3 separate regions of the Sus scrofa genome follow, and regions 1 and 3 are each linked to region 2. Evidence: chromatin contacts called from public HiChIP or PLAC-seq and promoter capture Hi-C data. All regions are on one chromosome and are shown on one strand. The core of a region is the stretch at or near the end of the contact, and the rest is flanking DNA. Distances in the headings are between cores, read along the strand shown.

Region 1 (2,904 bases), core at 127-2,626, 540 kb before region 2:
GATTTATCTCCATAACCTAGTTATAAAATTTGAGGTGGGACTCCTATCTTTATATATAAATCAACATTCCAAGTCTTATGGAACTAAATTTAAATGAGAATTTGAAATGAACCTTAATTCTGTAACTTCCTTAATTTAGAACCAAAATAAGCACAAGATCCTATTTATATTTTAAAAATACAAAAGATTTCAGTAAGGTATCACTGTATTTATTCTCATACAGGCATTTTTTTTCCCCCTATGGCTTCAACACCTTCCTCTCAAATATAGAATAAAAAAAATTCTCAAGGCTTAGAACTGGATCACTTGGCCCTTTCTCTTCTTATCTCCTCCAAGTTCAAAATGCTTGCATCTCTTAATTGCCAGCATCCTCTTGGATCTGCAGTTGGGCTCAACACATTCAAGCCTCAGCACAATCTTCTTTGTGGTTTTAGCCTTCTTCCGGAAAATTGGCTTTGTTTGCCCGCCATAGCCACTCTGTTTCCGATCATAGCGCCTCTTTCCCTGGGCATAGAGGGAATCCTTGCCCTTCTTATACTGGGTCACTTTGTGAGGCTGATGTTTTCCACACTTCTTACAGAAAGTCCTTCGGGTTTTAGGTACGTTGACCATCTTTGCAACAGGGGTGTTTTCACGATGAATACTGTGGTAAAATATTTAAAATACAGCAACAGACGTTAAACATTTTGAAATTTTAAGTTTTGTAAATATGGAAATAGTAACATTACAGAAATCATTAACGTATAAATGCACCAAATACGCATTTTCCACACGAATAAATATATATATGTGCACAACTCTTTAGAAGGCTAATCATCGGAGCAGTGATAAAATGAGGCTCACTAAAATAAGGGCCAGAGCAGCAGCATAAGGATGCCCTATACAGTCAGGTCCCCCTACTGACTCTAAGTTCCAAAGTGGGTTCCTTTGGTCCTTAATTTACCGTGGTTACCCAACAACTAAAGCGTGGTCGTGTGATAATCTACTCTCCTTCGGAAGAGTGGGAGAGTGAGCGCGAGAGCCAGTCTGGCTCCGGGTGCGGTGTAGCTGGTGCCAAGGCCGAGCCCGGCCCTTCTCTGAGGACCGCAGCAACGTGGTTTGACTTCTCCCTCCGAAACACGGTCTCCCTTCAGCGGCCCCGAAGGCTGACGTGTCCTTAACAAGTGCCTCCCGGCCCGGCAGCCGCCATGCGGGAGCCCCTTCCCGGAAGGGAGAAGCCCGTTCTTGAAATCCCCCAAGGCGGCGGGCCTCGCCCTCCCTCTCCTACCAGGGTTCGCCCGGCCACCCCGGGATCCTGAGCTTCGGGGGCTCCAGTCGAGACCGCTACCACTCCGCGTGTAGCTTACCAGTAAAACCGATGTCCACGTTCCGGGTCTCGCTCTGCTCTAGCCTCACCGGAAAAGGAGGATCGGGACGGAAGCAGGAACTGAGCCTGAGCGACAGCGCCGCGGCCCAATAAGAGGCGGGCAGCGACGCCCGGTCGTCTCCCGACGCGTCGGGGAAGCGCCAACCGACGGCCCGAGGGGCGGGCCGGAGGGGTGTGGGCCCGGGGGCCGCGGAGCTCCGCGAGCCAGTTGCTGGTTGTCAGGACAGTCTCCGCGGGAGTGGGACGAGGTTGCGTCCCTCGGTCCGGGACGTCCGGTGCCTGCGTAAGGATGAAAGCCCAGAGGACGCAGGGCCGCTGGAAGCGCAGGTAACGGAGCCGGGGTGCGGTGGGGCCGCGGCGGGCTTCTCGGACCCGTGCCGGATGGAGAGGACCGAGGCGACGCTGAGTCGCGGCTCCTAGCGGCGGGACAGCCTGAGCTGCAGCTGCCAGGCGAGGATGTGTGGAGCCCGGGCGGCACAGGGGAGCTGAGCGCCTTCGGGCCCCAGGACCCCCGGGGCCAGGGATGAGTTAGCGAGGGCAGCCGCGGAGGCCCATTCCGATCGCTGCAGGCCACGGCCGCCGCCCGCCCGCCCTTTCCGTGCGGGATCCGCTAGCTCCTTTACGCGCCTGCCCGCGCTCCCGGCCCCGGAGACCATGAGGTTCCGCATCTACAAGCGGAAGGTGCTGATCTTGACGTTCGTGGTGGCCGCCTGCGGCTTCGTCCTCTGGAGCAGCAATGGGCGACAAAGGAAGAATGAGGCCCTCGCCCCGCCGCTGCTGGACGCCGAGCCCGTGCGGGGTGCGGGCGCCCGGGCCGGGGACCATCCTGCCATATCCGTGGGCATCCGCCGGGGCTCCAACGATTCGGCGGCTCCGCTGGTCGCGGCAGCCCCGCAGCCCGAGGTGGACAACCTGACGCTGCGGTACCGGTCCCTAGTGTACCAACTGAACTTTGACCAGACGTTGAGGAATGTGGATAAGGTCAGCTCCTGGGTCCCCCGCGAGCTTGTGCTGGTGGTCCAGGTGCACAACCGGGCCGAATACCTCAAACTGCTCCTGGACTCACTTCGGAAAGCCCAGGGAATCGACAACGTCCTCGTCATCTTTAGCCATGACTTCTGGTCGACTGAGATTAATCAGCTGATCGCTGGGGTGGATTTCTGTCCGGTTCTGCAGGTGTTCTTTCCTTTCAGCATTCAGTTGTACCCTAACGAGTTTCCGGGTACTGACCCCAGAGATTGCCCTAGAGACCTGGAGAAGAATGCAGCTTTGAAAATGGGATGCATTAATGCTGAATATCCCGACTCCTTCGGCCATTACAGAGAGGCCAAGTTCTCCCAAACCAAACACCACTGGTGGTGGAAGCTGCATTTCGTGTGGGAGAGGGTCAAAGTCCTTCGAGACTATGCTGGCCTCATACTTTTCCTAGAGGAGGATCACTACGTAGCCCCAGACTTTTACCATGTCTTCAAAAAGATGTGGAATTTAAAGCAGCAAGAGTGTCCTGAGTGTGACGTTCTCTCCCTGGGGACCTATAC
Region 2 (2,713 bases), core at 169-2,668:
TCTTTTAAATTAATGTTTATTCTTTCCTTATTATTTTAAAATTTATTCTTAGTTATTTTGCACAAAAGGCATCTGCATCAATGGCACGGAAAACCCATGTTCAGCAGGTTTGGTATCTTTTCCTGCACTGATTTACAGTCTTTAATTTGTCTTGATCTTACAAAAGGTTTCAATATAAAAATGACAGTATGATTATTACCTAAATTCAGATGAAAACTGACATCATCTACAGGAGAGATGCACCCTAGCGATGCACCCAACCTTAAGACTAATTTTTAAGAGCTGCTCCTTTTCTGTCCCCTTAAAATGATTCTAAACTCTAAACTGCACTCAGTGAAGAAACTGACCGAATTTTATAGGGGAAATCGCTCGTAAACAGGTGGGATGCCTTTTGCAGGAACGGAGAAGGCACTTTAAACTTACCTCAAGAATTGTTTTTACAAATATCATGGCTCACTGACATTTCGCACTCCTGAAACGCATCCATCTTATTGTTAAAAAAAAAAAAAAAGGACTACCTCTTAAGTGAGAGGACACCCTTCACGAGCGAACTGCCGAAGGGAACAGCCCCAAAGAACTTAATTAAAAGTTAATTACCTGGCCTGAAAATGTGCTTTTGTTTTAGAAACTAAATACCAGCGGGACTTTCTCTTGCCCTGAATCCAGCCTGAGGACAACAAATTGGTCAACGGCGGAAGTTGCCTGACGAAATGACTGCAACATGAAATCCAGTTTTATGATCACAACAAAACCTTCCTTCCGGGGCCAGGCAAAAACTTGAGATAAACGTCCTTTTGGATGCAACAGGCAATCGCGAGCTCCCCCCGCCCCCCCCCCGCCCCGCCACCGGCCGGGGAGGAAGCGCTCGGCCTCGGACCCGCAGAGAGGACGTACAGCTCCCCATCAGAGAGTCCGAGGGGCCGCGGCCCGCACCCCGCCCTCCAGGCGCCCTTCTCGGCCCCGTCACCTCCCTCGGTCCCCGCGGCCGATCGGACACCAGCACTGACCTTCCGCAGGGCCGAGACTAAGAGTCCCCGCCATTTCGGACTGTTCTCTTCGCTGAAGAACTCGTAGGGCTGCGGCGCCTGCTGCATGGCCCCGGCCGCAGAGCCTCCACATCGGGGTCGGCCCGCGGGCCGAAATGGGCCGGGCCGGTAGCCTGACAGGCAGGGCTCTGGCTGCGTCGCCTCGCCGGCCGCCGCCGCCGCCTCCCGCCCGGGCCGGGGCTACGGCCGAGGCTGCTCGGAGGCGGCGCCGGCGGGCGGGGGCTCCGGGGGCGGCTTCCTCGGCCCGGGCGGCCTCGCCTCGCGCCGCGTCCGCAGAGGAAGCGCGGCGGCCTCCTTTCCCGGCGGCGTTGGCCCGCTTCTCGGGCGGCTCCTCCTCCTTTGTCTGCGTTCGCAGCCCGGCGGGGGTTCAGCTGGCCTGGACCCTGCTCGGACTCCCGCTACGGCCGCGGCGGGCGGAGAACTACGGCGACAGCGGCGGCTTGTCTCCTCATCGCCTCTCCTCCGCCCTCCCAACCGGCAAACGCCGCCCGGCCCGGCCCGGCCCGGCCCGCCCGAGTCACCTCCAGAGGGCCCTGGGGACCGAGCGGGCGTGCGCGTCTAACGAGCGAGCTACACTGCAGCGCGCAGAGCGCTGACCGCCGCCGCCGCCCCTTCAGCAGCCGCGCACAGCGCCCCAGGGCCGCCGCGGAGCTCCGGATCCCAGCAGCGGCGGCTCGGCCCGCCCCCTCCGCCCGGCACTCATCCCTGGGAGCCGGAGTAGTCCTGCACGGAGCATGCGCGCCGCGAATGTGGCAGAGGCGCCGGCCAGGCGCGCGGGCCCTGCCCCAGGAGCGCCCCTGTCCTGGACGCTTAATGGGCGTCTGTTCCACATAGACTTCCCTGCTTGCTGACTGCGTTTTACACACACTCTCCCCCCTCTTGATCTTCCCCAGACAATCCTGAGTCGGTGCTACTCCTCGAGCCCAAGGACTCCAGTCGTGGGAAGCAGTAAAGGTATTTGTAAAGAAAAGGGCTTTCTGTCTGGACAGGATATTTAACGTACTTGTGTTCCACATGGCGTTTTTGTATATGGGCAATAGTAACTATATCATACGGTGGTGGTGTGGGGATTGAAGGAGGCGAGGCGTGGAAAGCCCTTAGCGCACAGTAGGGCCAAAAGGGGCAGATGACAACGTTAATTAGGCTTAATCCTTCACTTGCATGAGCCCCTATGTTCACAAAATTATCGTTTTTGTAAAACTTTTCATATTTTTGCATTGTTTTCTTCTCTCTCTTTTTTTTTTTTCTTTTGTCTTTTCAGGGCCGCACCCGCGGCATATGGAGGTTCCCAGGCCAGCGGTCCAATCAGACCTGTAGCCGGCAACCTACACCACAGTCACAGCAACTTGGGTTCTGAGCCACGTCTGCGACCTACATCACAGCTCAGCGCAACGATGGATCCTTAACCCACTGAGTGAGCCCAGGGATCAAACACCGCAAATCAGGTTCGCTAACCGCTGAGCCACGAAGGGAACTCCTGCACTGTTTTCTTAATGGTGTCCTCCAAATTGCGTAGGTGTGGTGTCAGATCCCACAAAAGCTGTGTCCGCCCTTGGGGCCCAGCCATGCTCATTAGCAACCCCGAAAATGTCCCGACTTTCCTGCGATGAAGACTCTGGAAACTTGATCATTATTTTTTGTTTGTGCTTTTTTTTTTTTTTTTTTTG
Region 3 (2,918 bases), core at 329-2,828, 610 kb after region 2:
GAAAAGAGAAAGGGAAAAAAGAAGTGTGGGTGTGGGTGTGTGGAGGGGCAGGATGCTGGGCGGAGGAAGGAAGCCCTCAGCCTGCTCTCAGGAAACGGGTATCAAGAGACACCAGGGCTGTTTAACACTCTGAACAAAGGGATCTTCAACAGTAGGAGCAAGGACAGAAGAGAAAACCCTGCTGTGTGGGGTCCTGGCTCAAGGCATGGCCAACATGCCAGTGGCCCTGACTATAGTTAGAGCTGTCCTCATTCCTCTCTTTTTAAACATTACAAAACAATTCATCTCCTGGGAAAAGATTAAACAAAACCGAGCGGTAGAAAGTAAAAAAGCAAAGCAGCATCAACTGACCCAGTCCTACTCCCCACAGGTAACCTCTGCTTTGGTGCAGATGTCAAAATACACACAGGGACCTACAGGCATATCTCATAGGGCTGCAACCACACTCAGAAAAGCACAATCATAAAATAAGTCTAGATTTCTCCAGAGAAACACTAGATAGAAATACTGCAATAAACACACTGTTTAAAAAATAATAATAATTATGGAAAAAGAAACTATTTCAAATAGAACACATCCAAGGAACGGTGGGAGCAGAGGGGAGGGCAGGCTTTGGAGTCTGGGCTCCACTCTTCAGGTTGGCTTCTCAGCAGGTGAGTGCCCAGTGAAAATGAGACTGCCTTTCCTGAGCCAGGATCCTTCGGTTTAGAAATGCTCAGACAGGGAGTTCTTGTTGTGGCTCAGTGAGTTAACCCAACTAGTATCCATGAGGATACAGACTGGATCCCTGGCCTCACTCAATAGGATCCAGTGTTGCTGTGAGCTGTGGTGTTGCCAGGCAGCTGTAGCTCTGATTCGACTCCTAGCCTGGGAACTTCCATACACCACAGGTGTGCCCCTAAGAAAAAAAAAAAAGAAAGAAAGAAAAAAGAAATGCTCGGATTGGAGGTCTGTGAAGGGAGGATGAAGGACAGAGGGACAGAGGGCTGGCTGCGGCAGGGGAGGACTCTAAGCCCCTGGCAACCTCCCCAATCCCCTCTCTTTAAAGCTACTATTACTCTTATAACTTGTAACGGCCAAAGGCAGAGGGAGGCAGAGCACCTGTAGGCTTGGGCTTTGGAAAGCAGAAGAAACAGCTGCGCATCGACGGGCAAGCCCAGGAGCAGGAGGGCAGCCCCGGCTGAGCCTGAAAATAATACCCAGCCACACAGCTTGACAAAGGCCTCCGGTCGTGCGGAGCGGGAGGGTCTGGCCCAGTGGCTCCTTGCCAGGCAGTTCTGGGGCCACGTGGGGAAGAGCCCAGACCCTCCCTGCCTCCCTCCTCCAGATCCTACACCACCTTCGGGAGGACCAGCCTGCCCTCAGTGAACACCCACCGCAGCAATCACCAGCTTTGCTTCTAGGCCTGTCTCACTGCCGTCTCATTTCCGGGTGTGAAGATGGATTGGCTGTGTACCTCTGTTTACAGCATCTCTTCCTGCAGTGAAAGCGAACCCCCTACGGGTCTGCGGGTCTGAGGGTCTGCGGAGTTCTTCAGTTTTCAGATGGGCGGGAATGAAATGAATAGTCTCTGGAGAGGAAGAGGAAGAGGAAGTGCCGCTGTGTCCTCCCCCCACCGCTCCTCCGCCCCCATTTAAAAAGAGAGCCCCAGGCACTGGCTTGCTACTCTTAACAATGTTGTCAGCTCCGAGTTAGAGTGGGCTCCCCACAAAAGTGGTGCTAGCTGCCCGGGTTTGCTTCCTTTGTCCCTGGTGCTGGGATATCTTGCCCTGCCCCGGGCTTCAACTTGGATTGGTCAGGAAAAAGTGTCTCAGCTTTAAAATGATCAAACTCCTGGAGCTCCCGTTGTGGCTCAGCCTTAACCAAGCCGACTAGTATCCACGAAGACGAAGGTTCAATCCCTGGCCTCGCTCAGTTGGGTTAAGAATCCTACGTTGCAGTGAGCTCTGGTGTAGGTCACAGACACGGCTGGGATCCAGCTTTGCTGGGGCTGTGGTGTAGGCCGACAGCTGCAGCTCAGATAGACCCCTAGCCTGGGAACTTCCTTATGGCACAGGTGGGACCCTAGAAAGATAGACAGATAGACAGACAGATAGATAGATAGATAAATAAATAAGATTTAAATAGATTGAAAAAATAATTGTCAATAGAAAAAAACATTTAGGAAGTAAGGATATTAAGCACTCATGGAGAGCAGAAAACATGCCAGAACAGTAAATTCTTCTAAAATTTAATTTTAGAGTTGAAGAAATGTTTCTCTTTGGTTTAAATGATTTTAAATAGAGCTTGGCCAGCATCTCAATGTCTAGAGTCAAGCTTTCTGCTTCAAAAGTGTCACCATTCTTCTATCTCCTGGTCAGCTCACTGCTGCCCCCGTGTGTCTCATCTAAACATCACAACACAGTTTTCTGTTTGGCAAATAAAAGTGTAGAAAACCTCTACCAGTCTGTTGGCTCCCGTGGCAATAAACAGTATAGAATTAAAGCAATGTTCTGGCTTATTAGTGAGAGCTATGAAACCCAGGTGAATGTTCAACAAGTCTTTTACTTTGGAAAACATCATTATACGGTCCTTTCTCTTTCTCTCTCTTGTTTTTTTCAATTCATTGTCTCCTTCCTGAAAGGATAAATTTAATCCCTAGAGGAAGTGGTAATGAGCATAGTGATGTAAGTCCTATTAATGATACCCCTTCAAGAGAAACCACATGATTTATTCATCGATGTGCATTAGATTTTATTTTATAGCTTTGATTAAAAAGCTTATGTTCAGGATGATTGAAAGTTTGCATAGTCTCTGATGTGAGATAATTTCTTTCTTTTTCTTGCTTTTTTTTTTTCCTTTTTTTTTTTTTTTTTTTACTTTTTAGGGCTGCACCTGCGGCAGATGGAGGTTCCCAGGATAGGGGTCAAATTGGAGCT

The links. Promoter capture Hi-C pulls out the DNA fragments that hold promoters and counts their contacts. HiChIP or PLAC-seq counts read pairs in DNA pulled down with a chosen protein or histone mark.
Region 1: a contact with region 2 is called in a promoter capture Hi-C map of liver, with 2.3 times the contacts expected there. The contact joins the promoter of RPL36AL here to the promoter of SOS2 in region 2. A contact is called at or near these places in 2 of 5 promoter capture datasets (fetal liver and liver), 3 of 47 Hi-C or Micro-C datasets (alveolar macrophages, heart right ventricle and skeletal muscle) and 1 of 2 datasets of contacts at active chromatin or transcription factors (alveolar macrophages).
Region 3: a contact with region 2 is called in an H3K27ac HiChIP or PLAC-seq map of alveolar macrophages. The contact joins the promoter of NIN here to the promoter of SOS2 in region 2. A contact is called at or near these places in 1 of 47 Hi-C or Micro-C datasets (liver) and 1 of 2 datasets of contacts at active chromatin or transcription factors (alveolar macrophages).

What each region holds. Positions count from the first base shown.
Region 1 is chr1:179,476,444-179,479,347 of Sscrofa11.1, forward strand. It overlaps RPL36AL (ribosomal protein L36a like), which reads right to left and starts at 1,377. Exons shown (of 2, transcript NM_213917.1): 1 at 1,347-1,377; 2 at 195-643. The coding sequence starts at 612. The coding sequence ends at 292. MGAT2 (mannosyl (alpha-1,6-)-glycoprotein beta-1,2-N-acetylglucosaminyltransferase) reads left to right here and starts at 2,021. Exons shown (of 1, transcript NM_001128482.1): 1 at 2,021-2,904. The coding sequence starts at 2,021.
Region 2 is chr1:180,013,523-180,016,235 of Sscrofa11.1, forward strand. SOS2 (son of sevenless homolog 2) reads right to left here and starts at 1,419. Exons shown (of 23, transcript XM_021101439.1): 1 at 1,008-1,419. The coding sequence starts at 1,094.
Region 3 is chr1:180,620,397-180,623,314 of Sscrofa11.1, forward strand. It overlaps NIN (ninein), which reads right to left and starts at 1,579. Exons shown (of 34, transcript XR_002346861.1): 1 at 1,377-1,579.